Linked DNA regions of Mus musculus: region 2 is linked to region 1. The links are chromatin contacts, called in public ChIA-PET maps. All regions are on one chromosome and are shown on one strand. The core of a region is the stretch at or near the end of the contact, and the rest is flanking DNA. Distances in the headings are between cores, read along the strand shown. Region 1 holds the start of Slc30a9 (solute carrier family 30 (zinc transporter), member 9). Region 2 overlaps Bend4 (BEN domain containing 4).

Region 1 (3,760 bases), core at 1,133-3,632:
GTCTGTAGACCATGCTCTCTGCATGTTATTCATCAACATTCAACCATCTCCTCTGCCCATTGCTGCATTGTTGGATATGCTATCCTACCGCCATATTGAGTATGCTTAGTCCAGACTGTGATGGGCTGTGTGAAATACACACTGCATTCTGAAGACAACACAAAATGGGAGACACCTTAACATTTTTTTAAAAATTATATGCCAGAATATATACTAGCTAAAGTATACTATTTTTACTTTTAAAAATAAGTCTACCACACAGTGCAAAACTACATGCTGTGGCCAGGCTCTTGAATACTGTCTTTCTTCTTTGACTTCACAGAGGTTTCTCATTTTTATGTATTTGTATCAGTCAATGGGTTCCTCCTGTTTACTCTTTAGTGTCATTTTGGTTTTTTGAGATGAAGTTTTTCTGTGTGGCTCTGGCTGTCTTGGGACTCATTCTGTGGATCAGGATGGCCTCAAACTCAGAAATCCTCCTGCCTCTGCTAGAACTAAAGGCATGGACTGCCATACCTGGCCGCCTCTGTTTATCCCTGAGAAGACTTCATTAGACAGGTAAGCATTCTAGAAGAAGAAACTAAACTTTATTTCTTCTCAAAGAAAATCATCTGGCTTTGGATCCCCAACTCCCTCTCCCCCAAAACATAAACAAACAAACAAAAACAAGACAAAAAGCTTCAAATAGTTTTTCTTGTAATATGCATCCAACTTAAATAGCACACTTTCTCCAAATGATTTTTAAATTTAACCATAGTTTTGATTGCTCTTTCAAATACCGTAACAAAACTTCCACCAAGGTGATGTTTCAAATTTAAAAAGGTGTTAAGTGTTAAAAACACTAAATTTTTTGTAGTAATAAACATCCTAAAAGAACTCTGCAAAGTAGTCCTAAATGAAGAGACTAATTACTATCTGAGCTACAGAGAATGGGACAAAGAGCCCAGCATTTTAGGCCCAGTGACAGCTACCCAGAATAAGAATTACAAATTACACTACTGCAACTCACCTCACCAACACTGAAGGGGCACTTTGGACAACATTTAACAGCCACTATATGTATATATATTTCTGTGTAATATGTTGAAGTTTATTTGGAGTTTTAAACAGAGGGCCCATTCTGTTCATAAGTGGCATACCGCCACCATGGGAAAACTAGCTACAGTATTCTGTCATTAACAACAAACTAAAACAGTGTATTGCAATCAATTCTTTTGCAACCTTAGAAACCAGCTTTTAATACGGTATGAATATATTCTACTTTATCTGCCCAGCACAGGAGTGTGTGACCGCTTTTATCAAAAAACCTGAATGGCTGCAGCTTTTGCCTTCCGATCCAAGTTTTTGAAGGGTGACTGTGAATGTTTGAGAAACGTTTCTGTAACCACTCTTTGCAAATCCCAAGAACCTGAGGGGCTCGGGTTAGCGGTGGATTTGGTCCTGTCCTCTCCTGGGCTCTGCTAGCAGTCCTCCGTGTCAAGCTACGGGAACAAGGGAGGTGAACAGAAACAGGACTTACACGTTTGATGCTACTTTAGAAACTCTCCAATAACTTGAATCTGACTGAGAAAGCAATGCTGACGAAGATGAAAACTCTCAATCCCACCCTGCGCCCAGGGTTATTTATGTACAGTTTCAGGAGACACTTTTGTCACCAAAAGGATTGTTCGATATAACCGCAAACTTCGGTGGGTTTCCTGTCCCCCAGACTATGCCCATTCGATAACTGTGAGAAGCCCTCACCTTAAGATCCGTATGTGACATCCACTTTGATTTAGGGAGATTTAAGAAAACGGGATGGCACTAAGAAAAAGTGTAGCGCAGGAGTACCTCACTCAACCTAAGCAGCAACAGAACTGCGGCGGCGGCCCAAGGGGACCCTCCAAGCTGGTGGAATCCGCCATTTCCCACGGCCTGTTTGGGTCACCCTGGGTCACCGCGATGTGCCCTAAGACCTCCGGGTCTGGAGGTCCGCCTCAGGGTGTCCCTACGCGGGTTGGCCGCTCCCCGGTAGCCGCGGCTCGCGGGGACACCTGTGAGGACCTTGCGAGACCGGCAGGCTCTGTCTGGGTTGGAGAAGGGCAAGCGGGCGGGCCAACTGCCGAGGCCAGGCGCGGCCTCCACCGGTCCGTCACTCACCCTGGCTGCGGCCGCGGGTCGCTGCCCGGCCGCCACCGAGCCTGCACAGCGCCGCCCAGCTGCACCTGTGCGCCGCGGCGGCGGCGGCCAAGCCCGGAAACATCCTGGCGGGGCAGAGGCCCCCACTCGGACACCACCTCCTGCCTCCGAGCCGCCTGCCGCGCCAACTGACTCCATAGACCGGACCCCGGCGAGCACGGATGTGTGCGCCGCGGCCGGCGGCCTCGGCGACCCGGAAGTCATGGGGGTGTGGCGCGACAGCGGAAGTGACGGAATATGCCAGCGGGGGCGGGGTGGGCGGTGCTTCTGGCCAGCACCGGGCCAGGACGGTGTGCGCTGCCGACTGTGCTGGGCATTTGTGAGTCCGTGTCGTGTCCCGGGAGACAGTCTTACGAAGCGCCGCCGGGGCGTGGGAAGCAGGAGGAGAAGGCAGGGTTTAAGCCTCTGTCCCCTTTCCTTTTGAACCCTCGGCACCGCTCTGTCCAACACCGTGGTCACCTTGCTGATCACTCAACCTCCGCTTCTCGGTCGTAGTATAACAAAATTAGAGGCGTGCATAAAATTTGAAGTCGCGGTACTATGTGTACGCGAAGATGGAGCAGTTTTTCAAACAGCCTGGTCCCAGAGAGAAAGAAACCTGAACACATTCGCCTGTTTTAACCATTACCATGTCAGGTTCATTCAGTTCTTAGCTTAAGCCTTCTTTCACCACCCTAATTATAATTAACGTGGTTCTCATTTTTAAATAGTTACCCTGTACACTTTTCTTCAAAATACCACTACTGAAATTATTGTCCCCCCGGAATAGAGAATAGCTATATGGACACTGGATCCTGTGCAGTATACGTATACTACTATATTCCAGGGGCTAAGTCAATACCTGTCTGGCCAGATAAATAGAATGGGATGCATGTCCAGTTGTTTTAAAGATTAATTTAAATCGCTTAGTGAAAGTACTGTAAAATAAAATTTTAAATGGAAAATGAGTGCACAGGGCCGAGGGAAGGTATAGGGAACTTTCGGGATATCATTTGAAATGTATATAAAGAAAATATCTAATAAAAAAATAAAGAAAATGAGTGCAAATCAGTAAATGGGGAGGAAACCCACCACTTTGAGTGGACTTGAGGCTCCCTTCACAGGAGGGAATCCACCTCTGGTAAGGTTAAGCAGGTCAAAAGCCCATGGCTAACAAGGTTGTGGTCTCTAGTAAAAGGCTATTGCAGCTATTTGGATAAATATATTATGGTCTGACACCCCTTCCCCCATAACTGTAGCCATTTTGTTCCATGCTTGCCAGTTATATTACTACTCTAACATGCCTGCCACTCACTGACCAAGAAGTGACTTGGCTCAAGAACATGCTGACCACATAACCATGGTTTTGTCCTGTATGTTCTGAATGTTATGTATGAGGTTTGCTAATCTTAAGAAATTCCATCAAATCAAAGGTCAACACGAACTGTTCTGTGTAAAACGGCTTGAGTTAGAGCTGACCACCGGACAGCCCTTCCTGCACCTACATATGAGCTCACTGTGGTTTTTGTGGCTGACAGTGAAGAATGCTTCTAATAAGCTAAAAAGTTATAACACTCATGCTCTGTTATCTCGATGTCCTGAA
Region 2 (3,884 bases), core at 607-3,106, 89 kb before region 1:
GCTGGCTGTTGAGTAAGATCAAACGCAGGGCATGAACGACGGCATCTGCTGTTGATCAGGGGTCTGGTATTGTAGACGTGGAGCGTCAAGGCCGTTCTGACAACTATGCAATGGCTGGTGGGTGATTTCTCTGAAATTTGAGGCCTTTGCTGGGCTGAGTGAAGGTTTAGCATATATAAAACTTCTGTTTCCCATTGTCATGGATGAAAACGCCCCATCCAGCTGTGCACATCCTCCTCGGTCTAAGCTCTGAGTTACCCTTCTGCTTCCCTGCTTAATTTGTGGAATCCGTATGTGAGGTTAGTGATGCCCTGGGAACCACTTCCTAGTAAAGGCTACAGAGGTGCTATAATTGTTACTGATGGAGATTACGCTTTGGACCTGCGGAGAACACTGGCTTTATTAAACAAATCAAGATTACTATGTTCTTTGTGGAACCAAAAGCTAAATGGGCAGCGTTTGTGAAAATTATGAGTGTCATCTACAAACACAGCAAAGAGCTTTGAAAATGGGGTAGAAATTCAGACTGTGAGTATCCGTTTAGAAAGGACTTTTGGGGAGGCCAGTTTTGTCAGAATAATCACGCATCCTTTAGATTCAATATTTAGCAAATATTGAACAAATCAGCTGAACAGTTTAGAAGTAAAAGAAATTAAATGGGTAAATGAGCTGTCATTTACAGTGGACCCAAGACCAGTGTCTTTGGCTGTCCAAGAGAAAGGGTTGTTTGTTTGTTTGTTTGTTTTTTCCTAACTATAAAAACTGTCTCCGGATAACATCCAGGATAGCATTAATGTTGATAGCTTCTTGCTGGTCTGGGGCACTCACTATCATCTTGTTAAAATCCTCATCTGTAGCACCGAAGACTTCTCATACTGCTGTTTATCTGCTCTGCTGAGTCCCGTTCCTCTCTTTGGTGGTTTATTTAGTCAGTAAGCTTGGACAAGCTTCCCTTGGTTGTCTTGTAGTCTTTAAATGATCCATCGAGTTTTCTCTTCCACGAGTTTGCAACTTTTACATTAAGTTTGGGAAGTTAGCAGGAGCTAGCCTCAGGGCCTTAGAGCCTTAGCATAAGGAATCAGACAGTCCCCATGGAGAGGCCTGAGTTCCTCCTCCACCTCTTTAAAGGCTCTGATCTCAACACCAACTCTGGGTAGCATCATGCCCTGGGACAAGCCTTTGTCAATGCAGCTTCTAATTGTCATCTCTGCATAGGCGGACATTAGCTTTAGTTGACTAAGAGCCTGTATCACCTTCACTATCAAATGTAGCTTTAAGGAAGGGGGTATCTAAATCATTTGTGGGTACACCTACACCAAGGGTTCTTGCCACTTGCTTCAGATGTGCAGAGGGCACCCGCTGCTTCCTGTACTGTATTGCAAGGTCTGGATGATAATAATAAGAAGTGCAGTGGACTACTGATGAGCTGTTGTCAATTACATCTGGAGCATTCGTTCAATATGATGTTGAAAGGGGTGTTTCTTGTGTGTGATCCAAGGTCTGGGAAGTCTGGCCTAGGAAATCTCCAGTGTCGGGAACCTAGCTGTTGTGCATATGTGGAAACTAAGGACTACAATGCTGACCTCCGCCGTAGCAGTTCTCACATGTAATTACATGAGGGCCTAGAATTAGCCTAGTCAAGTGTCCCTTTTTTCTGCCTGCTTATGTGATTGCTGTTTTCTTCAGCTTAGTTTACCACCTGATACCAGCAGTCAAACACTTAGGATTGTTTCAGCCTTCTGCTGGCTCTTTCCCTGTGTGGGCATCCATTTAAGGCTGGGGTGCTACTCAAGTCATAGTGGTTTCCTGTGTGGTCCCCTGACTATTAAGTCAGCCTGCAAAAGGTGCCGCTTCTGGCAGAACTCCCTGTTAAAGCTGACTACCCTGATTTCCCCACATGCCTTGAGTTTGTTGTCTAGAGGTCTGAAGATGTTGTCAAATTGACTTGGTTTGCTTTTCCACGTCATTCTGGCAGTCAGACACATTGTTTTCGTGATGCAAAACCTAGTCCTCTGTCAACTTTTAGAATTACCCTGAGCCGTTCAGCGTTGGTTGGAAGTAGACTTGAGTTAAAAATATCTCAGGATGCAGCTGTGCCCTGTCATTGGTGAGGAAAATGTGGTTGCCGGGCTGGTGTAACTGAATGTGGCGTTTTCGTCAGTGATTGGGTAGGTCCGGAGTCCCAGTGTCCAAGGCTCGATAGTTCACAGTGGTGCTTTCCTGGTGTATCCTTCATTTTCGAAATTAAAATGCCTGCTTCTCACAAGTGTTTAACCTCAGGCACAGATCTTGCCAAGAGAATGATGGCCCTGGAATGAGCTGTCAGGGGACTGAGACCAGGGACCTGTGGAGGGGAGCAGAGTTTTACATTTGATAAGGCCCCATTTCTCATCAGCCCATTTGTGGGTGTTGAGCCTCTCGTGGTATCAAGAAAAGTGTAGCTGTTTCTACAAGTCCTTAGCCCTGTTCCTCGTCGGTCACAGCATTTAGGGGACTGTCACCATGTGTTTCCTAAGGCTTCCCTATGGTAGAGAGTGGAGGAGTAAAAGCATGCTGATCTCTTGGTCAGGTGGTGAGGGAAGCGCGTGCCTCTGCCAGTCGCTAGTGGGCTGTTCCTGTAGACTGCCCCTTACCCTTCAGTGATCTGCACCGAGGCCATGCCTTCGTCAGGATGACAAGGAGACAGGTTACTGCAGTCTTACTTGGTGCAGCTGGATGCATGGCATCAGGTGGTCGGCACTGGCACAATTGGATTGTGGTTTTCTCTCAGTCCAGTAATGATTCTTGAATGATTTGCTGTCAACACAAAATCTAAACAATAACTCCTAAACTTAGGAATCTGCAGGTGTGTGGTTTCTGCGTATCCCTGCCATTTAATGACTTGTGCCTCTTCTGCAACTGAGAAAGTGGACAAAACTCCTGGGAAGGTGTGAATTATGTCCAGAACGCAAACATGACCCTCATTTGAGTTCTGTGTTTTGCGGTACAGGGAGTCAACCATGTATGTGCTCTAGACTAGCCCTGATACCCACTGGCTACCTCCTTAGTTTCTCTATAGATCAGTTGACTTTTTTTTTTTTTTTTTTTTTTTTTGTAGTTTGAAGGTCATTTTTGGTGACTTAGAATTTGAAGTGTATAATTTCCTCAGTGCGGTATCATCTCGCAGTACAGGTCTGTGTTAGTCTGTGACAGCTTTCACATGTGGGTTTGTAGAAATGTAATGGAAAGTGGGTTTGCACATACCGTGTGAGTCTTCCTGCTGTGTGCTTAATGTGGCAACACTTGCCAAAGCTGCTTGGCAAACACGTCAAAAGGGATGCTTGAGTCACAGCTCTAATGCAAATGTGTCGCAACAGCAGTGTGTGTCATTATGATGTATTTCTGTAAACACAGTGATGGCTCCTTTCAGTCATATAAGTACTGGATAAAAATAACCACTTGAAACATTGGAGGGAAATGTCACTTAACTGATGGCAAAGCTACTCGCATTATCAGCCAGGGGCTTCTGTGTGTGTTTGTGTTTGTGTGTGTGTGTGTGTGTGTGTGTGTGTGTGTGTGTGTGTGTGCGCGCGCGCGTGCACACAAAATGGAGAAGGAAGAACTAACATTGGCAATGTGGAGGGCAAAAGGAATACGCCATCGAATTAGAGGCCACTTGCATTCCCCACACTATATTGGATTTTAGGAAATACTGGGAGAACTGGAATTCCCACACTAAATTACTGGCCTTGTCAGTTTGACTACTGAAGGCACTAGATTACCAAAAATTTTTGATTCTAAGCTTCATAGCTGACTGCAAGGGCTGTGTTCTTCTTGTTGAATCACCATTCCCCAAATTGCAACAAAAGTACATCTGCTAGCGATACCCATTCAAAAACCTGGGT

The links. ChIA-PET counts read pairs in DNA pulled down with a chosen protein or histone mark.
Region 2: a contact with region 1 is called in an RNA polymerase II ChIA-PET map of effector CD8 T cells, with 82 read pairs. The contact joins the enhancer-like site here to the promoter of Slc30a9 in region 1. A contact is called at or near these places in 5 of 39 promoter capture datasets (the C10 cell line, the HPC-7 cell line, embryonic stem cells and 1 more), 6 of 484 Hi-C or Micro-C datasets (cortical neurons, erythroblasts, granulocyte-monocyte progenitors and 3 more), 4 of 115 datasets of contacts at active chromatin or transcription factors (CD8 T cells, the HPC-7 cell line, effector CD8 T cells and 1 more) and 1 of 9 other capture datasets (adipose tissue).

Annotation. Positions count from the first base shown.
Region 1 is chr5:67,305,577-67,309,336 of GRCm38.p6, reverse strand. It overlaps Slc30a9 (solute carrier family 30 (zinc transporter), member 9), which reads right to left and starts at 2,382. Exons shown (of 18, transcript NM_178651.4): 1 at 2,140-2,382. The coding sequence starts at 2,242. RefSeq lists a cis regulatory region at 2,011-2,734.
Region 2 is chr5:67,393,568-67,397,451 of GRCm38.p6, reverse strand. Bend4 (BEN domain containing 4) reads left to right here. Exons shown (of 5, transcript NM_001164806.1): 5 at 1-3,884. Among named protein-coding and RNA genes, the nearest start is that of Gm33345, 10 kb to the left of the region's middle. Within about 2 kb of position 1,856, at least 106 of the 459 cell types and tissues checked have an H3K27ac peak or open chromatin away from gene starts, as enhancers often do. A contact at or near this core is called in CD8 T cells, the HPC-7 cell line, effector CD8 T cells and 3 more, where this site is marked.